3 separate regions of the Mus musculus genome follow, and all the other regions are linked to region 3. The links are chromatin contacts, called in public HiChIP or PLAC-seq maps. All regions are on one chromosome and are shown on one strand. Each heading gives the region's core, a stretch centred on a gene start, on an enhancer-like site or on the middle of the called end of the contact. The rest is flanking DNA. Distances are from core to core; before and after follow the strand shown.

Evidence for each region. HiChIP or PLAC-seq counts read pairs in DNA pulled down with a chosen protein or histone mark.
Region 1: an H3K27ac HiChIP or PLAC-seq map of embryonic stem cells shows a contact between it and region 3, with 15 read pairs. The contact joins the enhancer-like site here to the promoter of Ackr4 in region 3. A contact is called at or near these places in 7 of 39 promoter capture datasets (the C10 cell line, the HPC-7 cell line, cranial neural crest and 4 more), 1 of 15 datasets of contacts at CTCF or cohesin (CD8 T cells), 17 of 484 Hi-C or Micro-C datasets (8-cell embryo, embryonic fibroblasts, embryonic stem cells and 8 more), 3 of 115 datasets of contacts at active chromatin or transcription factors (embryonic fibroblasts and embryonic stem cells) and 3 of 9 other capture datasets (adipose tissue, liver and pancreatic islet).
Region 2: a contact with region 3 is called in an H3K27ac HiChIP or PLAC-seq map of embryonic stem cells, with 13 read pairs. The contact joins the promoter of Acad11 here to the promoter of Ackr4 in region 3. A contact is called at or near these places in 1 of 39 promoter capture datasets (liver), 1 of 15 datasets of contacts at CTCF or cohesin (pro-B cells), 22 of 484 Hi-C or Micro-C datasets (the 3T3-L1 cell line, 3T3-L1-derived adipocytes, Sertoli cells and 7 more), 11 of 115 datasets of contacts at active chromatin or transcription factors (the SCID.adh cell line, bone marrow-derived macrophages, embryonic forebrain and 2 more) and 4 of 9 other capture datasets (adipose tissue, embryonic stem cells, liver and 1 more).

The regions. Positions count from the first base shown.
Region 1 is chr9:104,084,584-104,087,434 of GRCm38.p6, reverse strand. All of the region lies in intron 9 of Acad11 (acyl-Coenzyme A dehydrogenase family, member 11), which reads right to left. Among named protein-coding and RNA genes, the nearest start is that of Acad11, 22 kb to the right of the region's middle. Within about 2 kb of position 1,409, at least 27 of the 459 cell types and tissues checked have an H3K27ac peak or open chromatin away from gene starts, as enhancers often do. A contact at or near this core is called in embryonic stem cells, morula, stem cell-derived epiblast-like cells and 1 more, where this site is marked.
Region 2 is chr9:104,062,307-104,065,006 of GRCm38.p6, reverse strand. It overlaps Acad11 (acyl-Coenzyme A dehydrogenase family, member 11), which reads right to left and starts at 1,283. Exons shown (of 20, transcript NM_175324.4): 1 at 1,104-1,283. The coding sequence starts at 1,246. Uba5 (ubiquitin-like modifier activating enzyme 5) reads left to right here and starts at 1,886. Exons shown (of 12, transcript NM_025692.3): 1 at 1,886-2,215. The coding sequence starts at 2,061.
Region 3 is chr9:104,125,339-104,128,038 of GRCm38.p6, reverse strand. It overlaps Ackr4 (atypical chemokine receptor 4), which reads left to right and starts at 1,396. Exons shown (of 3, transcript NM_145700.2): 1 at 1,396-1,620. It overlaps Acad11 (acyl-Coenzyme A dehydrogenase family, member 11), which reads right to left. Exons shown (of 20, transcript NM_175324.4): 20 at 383-1,457. The coding sequence ends at 1,343.

The DNA of each region.
Region 1 (2,851 bases), core at 160-2,659, 41 kb after region 3:
TAGGGGGCCATAGAAGGTCAGTGCCATTCATTGTGTTTGGTAATGAGTATATTAGGGAAGATGTTTATGGTGTCCTCATTCTGCCTACCTCATTATGACGCTACAGTTCTGAGAACCAAATCCTACCTGTGTTTACATGCCCGAGAAGGGTGGGTTCATCTTAAGCCATGCTAAAGAGATAGGAGGAGTAACTACTAATTACTCCTTTCATGAAATACTATACTTTTCCTTCCAAGAATTAACTGCCCCTAGCCCAGATTCCCGTGAGCTGAGCCACCTTGGGGTTTAGCTTGGTCTGCCCATCTTTCTGACTCAACTTTCCCCGTTCCTTCACTTTGGATGCTGGCCACTTTTTCTGGCACATTGTTTCCTTACTCTTCTCTGTCTACAGCCTCCCTCCCTGCCATGTGGCTGTCCGGTGCCATGTGGTGACTTTAATTATTCCTTAAGTGTGTCATGGCCTAGCTTTTCTTCTCCCCTCTGAGAAGCTCCTGAGACTTAGAACGTGACTGCCATGGGTCCCTTCCTTTGTAGGTATAATAACACTGCCCCCAAGCTTCCATTTGAGTCCACTTCTTAAAGTCTTTTAATAATGAGACCAGGAACTCCACAAGGGTCCCTGCATTTACCCGTATCATCTGGTGACCATGAAGAGACTCCCTTGAACTCTGGTAACGTCACCACTATGGCCTGTGTGTGCCCCCTACACCATGTTGCTTGTTCTGCCCGAATCGGAGTGCTAGTGTTCTTCACTGGTTTTCAAAAGGAAGAACTGGCGTGGTACAGTTTCAGAGATGGGTTATGTGTTCATTTTAGGCTACCTGGGGAGTTCCAAAAGCTCACAGAAATAGCCCTGCCAATCTTATTTTTTTTCTTGTTATGGAAAATACATAAAAATATAAACAAAAAGCCACCAAGAATTTCAGTAGCTCAAGGTACACAATGTTAGACGCTGCTGCAGTGCATGACAGAATATTATTTTCTAGACACGCCCATTTTGGTTTGGCACCTCAGTTGTAATAACATTGAAAAAAATTTAATGTTTTCCCTCTTTTATTTTGAGAAAATCTATTTACTTCTCTACAGATCATTCCAAATTATGTCCTGCAGCTGGGGATGAACTGTTCTGATCATCTACAGGATAAAACTACACAGGTTGTTACAAGTACTTGAATGAAGACATAGTGCATGCCATCAATGTGGGAACATAGATTTAAAAGCTCTGCCAACACCAAGTGGCTGTCCTTACCACACAAGCTTGGACAACCTTCACTTTCTACAGTCTGCCTGGGTTTTGTTTGTTTTTATGTTTACTGTGAACTCTTCGCACATATTTTAACAGCTGAGTGGCACTGGGCTCAGAGGCACTGCAACCTCACTCTGACCCCTCCCTTCCCTGCTGCAGTGTCACATTTACAGATGAAAGAGAAAGCATTTACAGATGAAAGAGAAAGCCCCTCTCTTCCCTCTGCCAATCTAGGCTTGTCCTTGGAATCTTGGGCTGGTTGCAGGCACGGGCATGTGGTGGGCAGGCTCTGACTAAGTGTGCATTCATAAGAATCAGATGGACTGATAAGGTGAGCTGGGCTCTCCATCTGGAACTCCACCAAGCAGACAAAAAGTGGAACAATACAGGGAGCTGCTCTAGCTCGCTCATGGTCTTGGAGCCTGACTTCCATGAGTGTTTTGTTGTTGTCGAGTGCTACGATAGCCTCTGCTTGGGACAGATGCAGCTGCTGTGTGTGGTGGAAGGGGATTGGCCCAAGAAGCCGGATATTTCTTCCAGCACCTTGAATTCTCTCTGCCCCTTGCTCTCCGTATCACCCAATCACCTATTTCTCCATTGTAGAAAAAGCCCACTTTCCTCTCAAGTTCTTTGAAAATGCAACATCTTCTATGATGGTCTGTTCTCTGTATGATCCATTCTGTCTTTCAAATCTACTTTGCAATGGCTTTTCTGGTGGACCACTTGTCTGTTCTCGCTAATTTAGTCCATGTCCTAAAATTTAATTGCCCTAAAGCTTCAATTGAATTTTATTTGAGGAAGGGTAATGGTGAATTCAGACTACCATATTGAATTAAAAGTGCTGTTTTCCCCTTTTGATACTCAAAAGTATAATTTTGAACTCAAAATTGGACATACACTAGCTAGGGCAGAACTACTCAGTATCAATGGAGAGGTGACAATTTGAGAATTAATATTTGAGTATTTTTAAAGAAACTGTATCCCTCTCTCTGCTAAATGCTCATATCAAGATATTTACCAATACGGCACCTAGACCTATAACTGAATAACACTAATGCTCCTATCAACACATCTTACTTCTGAACATTGCTGAGAGAATCTTGTCTTTTGAGCTCTTCATTTGACTCTAGTCCAGCTCTAGACCCTCAGAATCTTAGGCAGTTACAGTGAGATTTACTGTACGTGAGACTTACTCATGTTGCAGAGGAAAACTGAGGCCACACAAACTACTCAGCACAAGGCCACCAACCTCCACCAGGCCTGGGCTGGAACTAAGCCTTGACAGTCGCCTCACATACATACACCCTGGCCCTCGCATACTGTCAAAAGTGTGTCTTCCTTTTCTTCACGGCATTATCTTCTCTTCGTCACCTGTCTTTCTACAGGGGTGTAAACCCCGTCTGTCTTGTTTTTATTTCCAGCAGCTCTTCAGGTGTCCAGTCTGTCGTAAGGTACCCAGTACATAATTCTTTACTGGATGAATATTTCTCACTACACTCCATGACCTTCTTCAATGTGACCCTTTATAGTAATAGCTGATGAAGGAAAGAAATGGTAGTATTTGTGTGGCTTGAAATGACAGGCCAAAGTTCACTGCCATGTCTA
Region 2 (2,700 bases), core at 34-2,533, 63 kb after region 3:
AGGGATCTTTAGATTGTTGGGATTAAAGCCATGTAGCCCTAGGTTTGACTTCAGAAGTACTTTTTTTTGTATCACAACTAATTTCATGTATTGAGCATGATTTTGGTGAACATCAACTTAATTCAGAATTATTTTAAGTCTGCACAGGACCACAGTAATGTGAACATATATAACCTTTATCTGAAAGCAGGACAATAAGCTGGCCAAATTCCACAGAGTGAACTAATCACTGAAATGTGAACTTTGACCTGCTTCAGTCTGTTTACAACACAAAGTATTAAGTTTAGAAGTGTCAACTATTACTTATTCCACCTCTCCACGGATATTTCAATGCTTAAGTCCTTTCACCTAAATCACTTCATTTCTTTATCAAGACTAATGGATACAGGCAAATATTACAGGAAAGGAACTTTGATCTCTGAATTTATGTTACAGTTAAATCCCCAGATAGAAAGGCCAGGCACAGTTTACTGAAACCATATGAAATGGTTTTATACTGGAACTGTATAAAAGTAAAAAAAAAACAAAAATCAAAAACCAAACAAAAAATACCCTCTCTATTTACAAAACACCAGACTAAAACCAGATTCACTTGTCAGTGGGGAAAGGTATTCTTGGAGTCACCTCCTCCCGTTTAATTCCCTTGCTTCAAGAACTTAGGCCTTAAGTGGTGCTAAAAACAGTGAAGTGGAATGTCTAGAATCGAATTGGTATATTTTAGCTGGTATTATTAACCTAGCCCCAGGTGACTAAGGTCAATTAAACAAAATGGCACCAGCCCCTCAGAAACTGATCTTTAGATTGTAGCACAGAAGGTCACAGAAGATATCTATTAGGAATTCAAGAGTGTTCAGCCGCAACACTCTCGGTGAATTAGACACATAATTTTAGTCCTTAACAAGACTGCACTGCATAATGGATACTGCACCTCTGCTCCTGCCCTCTAATTCAGACTAGCCTGGGATTCGAGTACAAATTATCCAGGAAGCATCCTTGCAGGGAAAGAAATCCCGACCGGGCAAATGAGACACCCACCCAGGGCCAAAGGAAGCGAAGCACCAAGCACAGACATGTTCCCAGGAGGCAAAGGCTATGGTTGATACCTGTATTGAGTAACAGTCAGCACAGCCCGGGAATCTGACCCAAAGCCCGGCAAGTGCTGATTCAGGTAGGCCTCCAGGGACCTGAGGTCGAACTTGTGCTGGGGTAGCACTTCCACGGTGTCACTGGTGACATCCGTCTCCATGACCGCCACTGTTGTCACCGAGGAATCCACAGACTGTACGGAGGTTGCGCCAAGGCAGAAAGGAGACCGGCACTTGGGGGGGGGGGGGGGGGGGCGTGGTCGGGCGGGGCTTAGGAGAAGCCAATCACCGGGACTCTGGGCAGTGTTGCTGCAAAGCCATGTGGGAGGCGGAGTCTGGGACTCGGAGTCTGGTGGAGAAATAAAAGAATTGCCTGTTGTGGGACCAGACTTAGAATTTACCCTCAGCGTCAGAGCTGGAGTCCTCAGTCTTATAGAAAAACAAGGTCGCAAACGTGACTCTGGCGAATGAAGACAAACAGCTGTCACCCTAGACTAAGGACGCGCCAGCGGAAGACCTGTGCGGTCCGTGCAAGAAGAGAGTCCGCCAGAACCTTGAGCCTGCATTAAAAGACCCTGGTGTTTCTCATGGCCTCCTAGATAGGAAAGACGGAATGGCCGTCGACTTGATCTGGACACATATGATGCTGGCTCTGCTGAGACCTGGGTCTTGGTTCTAGAGAAGAAAGCTAAGTGTTTTGAGGAGTGTTTTTATTTATTATTATTATTTTTTTTTTTTTTTTACCGAGCGGAGCGATGGCGGCGGCGCACCGGAAGTGGCACGCCGGAAGCCCGGTGGGCGTGCCGGAGACGTGTCTTACTGGGAGCCTTGGAGCCGCTTCGCCGGTGTCTGGACCTGGAAGGCTGTGTCTGTTCCTCCTGCGCTTCGTGGGCCCAGCGAGGCAGCGTGGGGAGGCGGCGACGACGGCGACGGCGGCGGTCCGGCCTGGGATCGGAGGCCACCGGGAGCCCAGCCATGGCCGACTCGGTGGAGCGGCTGCGACAGCGGGTTGAGGAGCTGGAGCAGGAACTCGCCCGGGAGAGAACCCGGCGCTCTGGAGGGGACGGCCACTGCGGCCGGACCCGCATCCAGGAGATGAGCGACGAGGTGTTGGATTCCAATCCCTACAGGTGATCCATGACGGGGCGGGCAGGGCCACGCTCCGCGCGAGGGATTCAGCCGGCCTCCTGCCGCTCCTTTCCTGCTGTGGAGGTCCAGTTCCCAGATGGGCAAGGCCATGTCTTATGCTAGTCAGAAGATATTCTTCACCAAGCGAGTTGGCTCACGATTCATCGTAGCATTCGGGAGGGTGAGGTAGAGGGGGTTGTCGTGAGGTCCAGGTCAGTCTGGGCTACAGGAGTTGTAGGCCACTTTGGGCTGTGTAGTGAGACCCCTTTTTTTCTGCAAGGAAGGAAAATAACATTTTATTAAAAAAAAACAAACAATCCAAGCCATCCATCCATATGGTGGAGCTCTTCTGCCTGCTGTCCTGTACCCAGTTTCCTGTCACCATTATCTTTATTAGTCTACCTGGCTCTGCATCGGCTGATGCATAGAAAGCTCTGTCAGAGTATAATATCTCATGTAAAGTCGCCGAGGATAGAGCACCGTTTCC
Region 3 (2,700 bases), core at 147-2,646:
CGGTATAAAGCAGTTCACTGTGTTTCCCAGATTTCAAGTTGCTCCTAAATGGCAGCTCCTATCAGAAAAGCCCCCCAAGATTAAAAAGGTGGCCTTTCTGTATCAAAAGGAAATGAGATAGAGGGAGGTGAGGGCCCAGAGGCACAAGCTGAAAGGTCCACATGACACAGCTCTGAGTCCAGGCCTGTGGTAGATCCTGGCTTTCCCTCCACAGCCCCCAAGAAGAAACAGGATCTCTGGCCACACACCATCGAACACCATGAGCACACTTTCTGATGAAAAAGTTAAAGACTTTTAGGACTGAAAATAATTTGGTTTGAAAAATTTTTTAAATTTCCTAGCTATTTTTCCAATGGTATTCACACCATAAAATGACAATAAGAAACAGAGAAGACTGGGGTATATTTTATTCAATACAGTATTTCCAAAATATAATTCGATGTAGGCTCAATATGTAAAGGTATTATCTAGTAGATATTTTATATTATTTTCAGTTAAGTTTTCAAAATCCAGTATGTAAACACTTACTGTGTTTATTTGGATGCCAAATTTTGATTTAAAATATTTCTCTTTGTGACGAGATTTCAAAACATCCTTACTTGATAAAGCAGACCACCAACTCAAACCTTTCCAACTGTAGCTAACGGCTGTCCTCTGCTGTGCCGGTGACATTTCGATGCAGAGGGCTGTGGTGACCCACAGTGGCACTGCAGAGCTGTCAGAACATGTCTCGCCTGATCAGACCAGCTCCCAGGGAGCTGTGGAGCTCTGACATAGCACCGATTAGTTACGGATCTCCTCAGCTTTTTCTATGTAACCTAAGTGGCCTTGATCGCCTGTTCTCCTAACAGGCTACACTTCCTTGTGAGCTTTCACCTGCATGAGATTTCACCAGAACTACTTCCTGTTGGGTTAGAAAGAGGCTTATTGGGAACTCCGAAATCTTCAAGCTATTGCTTTCTCTGAGGTGCTAAATTAAGCTCCAAAACACTGCTAAAAGGGGTACAGCTGCAAGTATTTCAGAACAAGGTTATTTAGGCCTGGGGTGTCTATTCACTTGGCTGAATTCCAGAAATAGCTCTACCATTCTCAGTGTGACCTCATCACAGGTCATGTGTATAAAGTGAATGCTAACCCATTAGACACCAGACTCAATGGCAGTTATGGGGTTTCCTATTTACCTCACGTCTGTGTGATCCTTACTTAACATTATAAAACCCAGTGATCGAAATAGATGCTAAAATCTTTACCATGGGTGAATAATTAGCCTTGTGCTCAAACTACTCAAGAGATGTGAGATGTAAGTTTTGAGCTGGTCAAGAGTGTGCCCCGGGTTGCTCCATCACATCCTGGCTGTCAACCGTCTGGCTTGGTCCTGAAGCTCCATCTTGGCGATCGCTGAGAGGTGGACTTCGTCAGGGCCGTCTGCCAAGCGCAGGGTGCGTATGATGGCGTACCTGAGAGAATGGGGTCAGAGTTATCAGAGAGCACAACACCGTCATGTCATGCTCACTCCAAACCAAGGAAAAGGAACATGAAGAGAAAGGCCAAAGGCTTCTGAAGCTGCCATTTTAAAGATCTCAGCTCAGGGAGATTCAAGATGGCTACCCAGAGGCGAAGGTAACTCGGGACTATGTCAGGTTGGTAGCTGACACTATGGTGGGGGGGGGGGCGCGGAGATTCTTTCCTGTGACTAAGAACTTTGGTGGTAGAATCAGAGAGATCCACTGTTTCTATGGGCCATGCAAGAGTGGGGACATTGTGGCAGTTCAGAAGTAAAGCCAGAAGTGGGTGTGGCTTTCTTTGTGTGGGGGCACCCCAACAGTGAGAGCAGAAGGCCTTAGACTAGGCAGTAATCCCCACTGGGTGGAAGGACTTCCTCAGGGAAGGCTGCTGCGACTGGTGCTCCCGGCCTCAGCGGCGCAGAGGGACCAGGCATGGGCATATGCTGACCAGTCAGGGTCTCTGGTGCCTGGGAGGGAACTGAACCCAAGGACAGAAAGTTCCTCTCAACTCCCTTTTGCATTGCTCCACAGAAACACAGGCACACAAAGGAAGAGTACATTTGGGGCCCTGGGGACACTGAATGCATTTTAGGATACTCGGAGGCAAGGAAAAAAGTTCAGAGGATATAAAATTCATTTAATGAAATAATAAAGACAAATAGGACATCAAATAGACATGATCAGAAAAGACCTTCACCATGGCATAATATACTTAAACTGTCAAAGGTACAAAGGCAAAGTAGGAGTTGCAGCATCTGCAAGAGGAAAATGACAGCCACATGCAGGGGTGACCTTTCTAGACTAACAGCTTAGCTCTCAGCAGAAAACCCATAGGCCAGGAAGGAATGCATTCTAAGTCCTAAAAGGAGGTAACTGTGATACAAGACTATTATAACGCCCAGCAGAGCCAGCCTTTAGAAACGAAGGAGAATGGCTTTCCAAGGCAAGAAAAGCCCGGGGACTCTGACCATCAGGCCAGCCTTACAAATGACAAGTAAAAGAAAGCACTTCAGTTGGCTGAGGGTAGCTCTTTTGGCACAGTGACAATCTAGCATACAGGGGCCCTGAATTTGATTCCAGCACTGCATATAAAAGCCAGGCAAGATAGCACATGCCTGCAAGCCCAGGATTTAAGAGTTAGGGACAAGAGGGACATCAGAAGTCCAAGGTCTTCCTGTGCTACATAGCAAGGTGA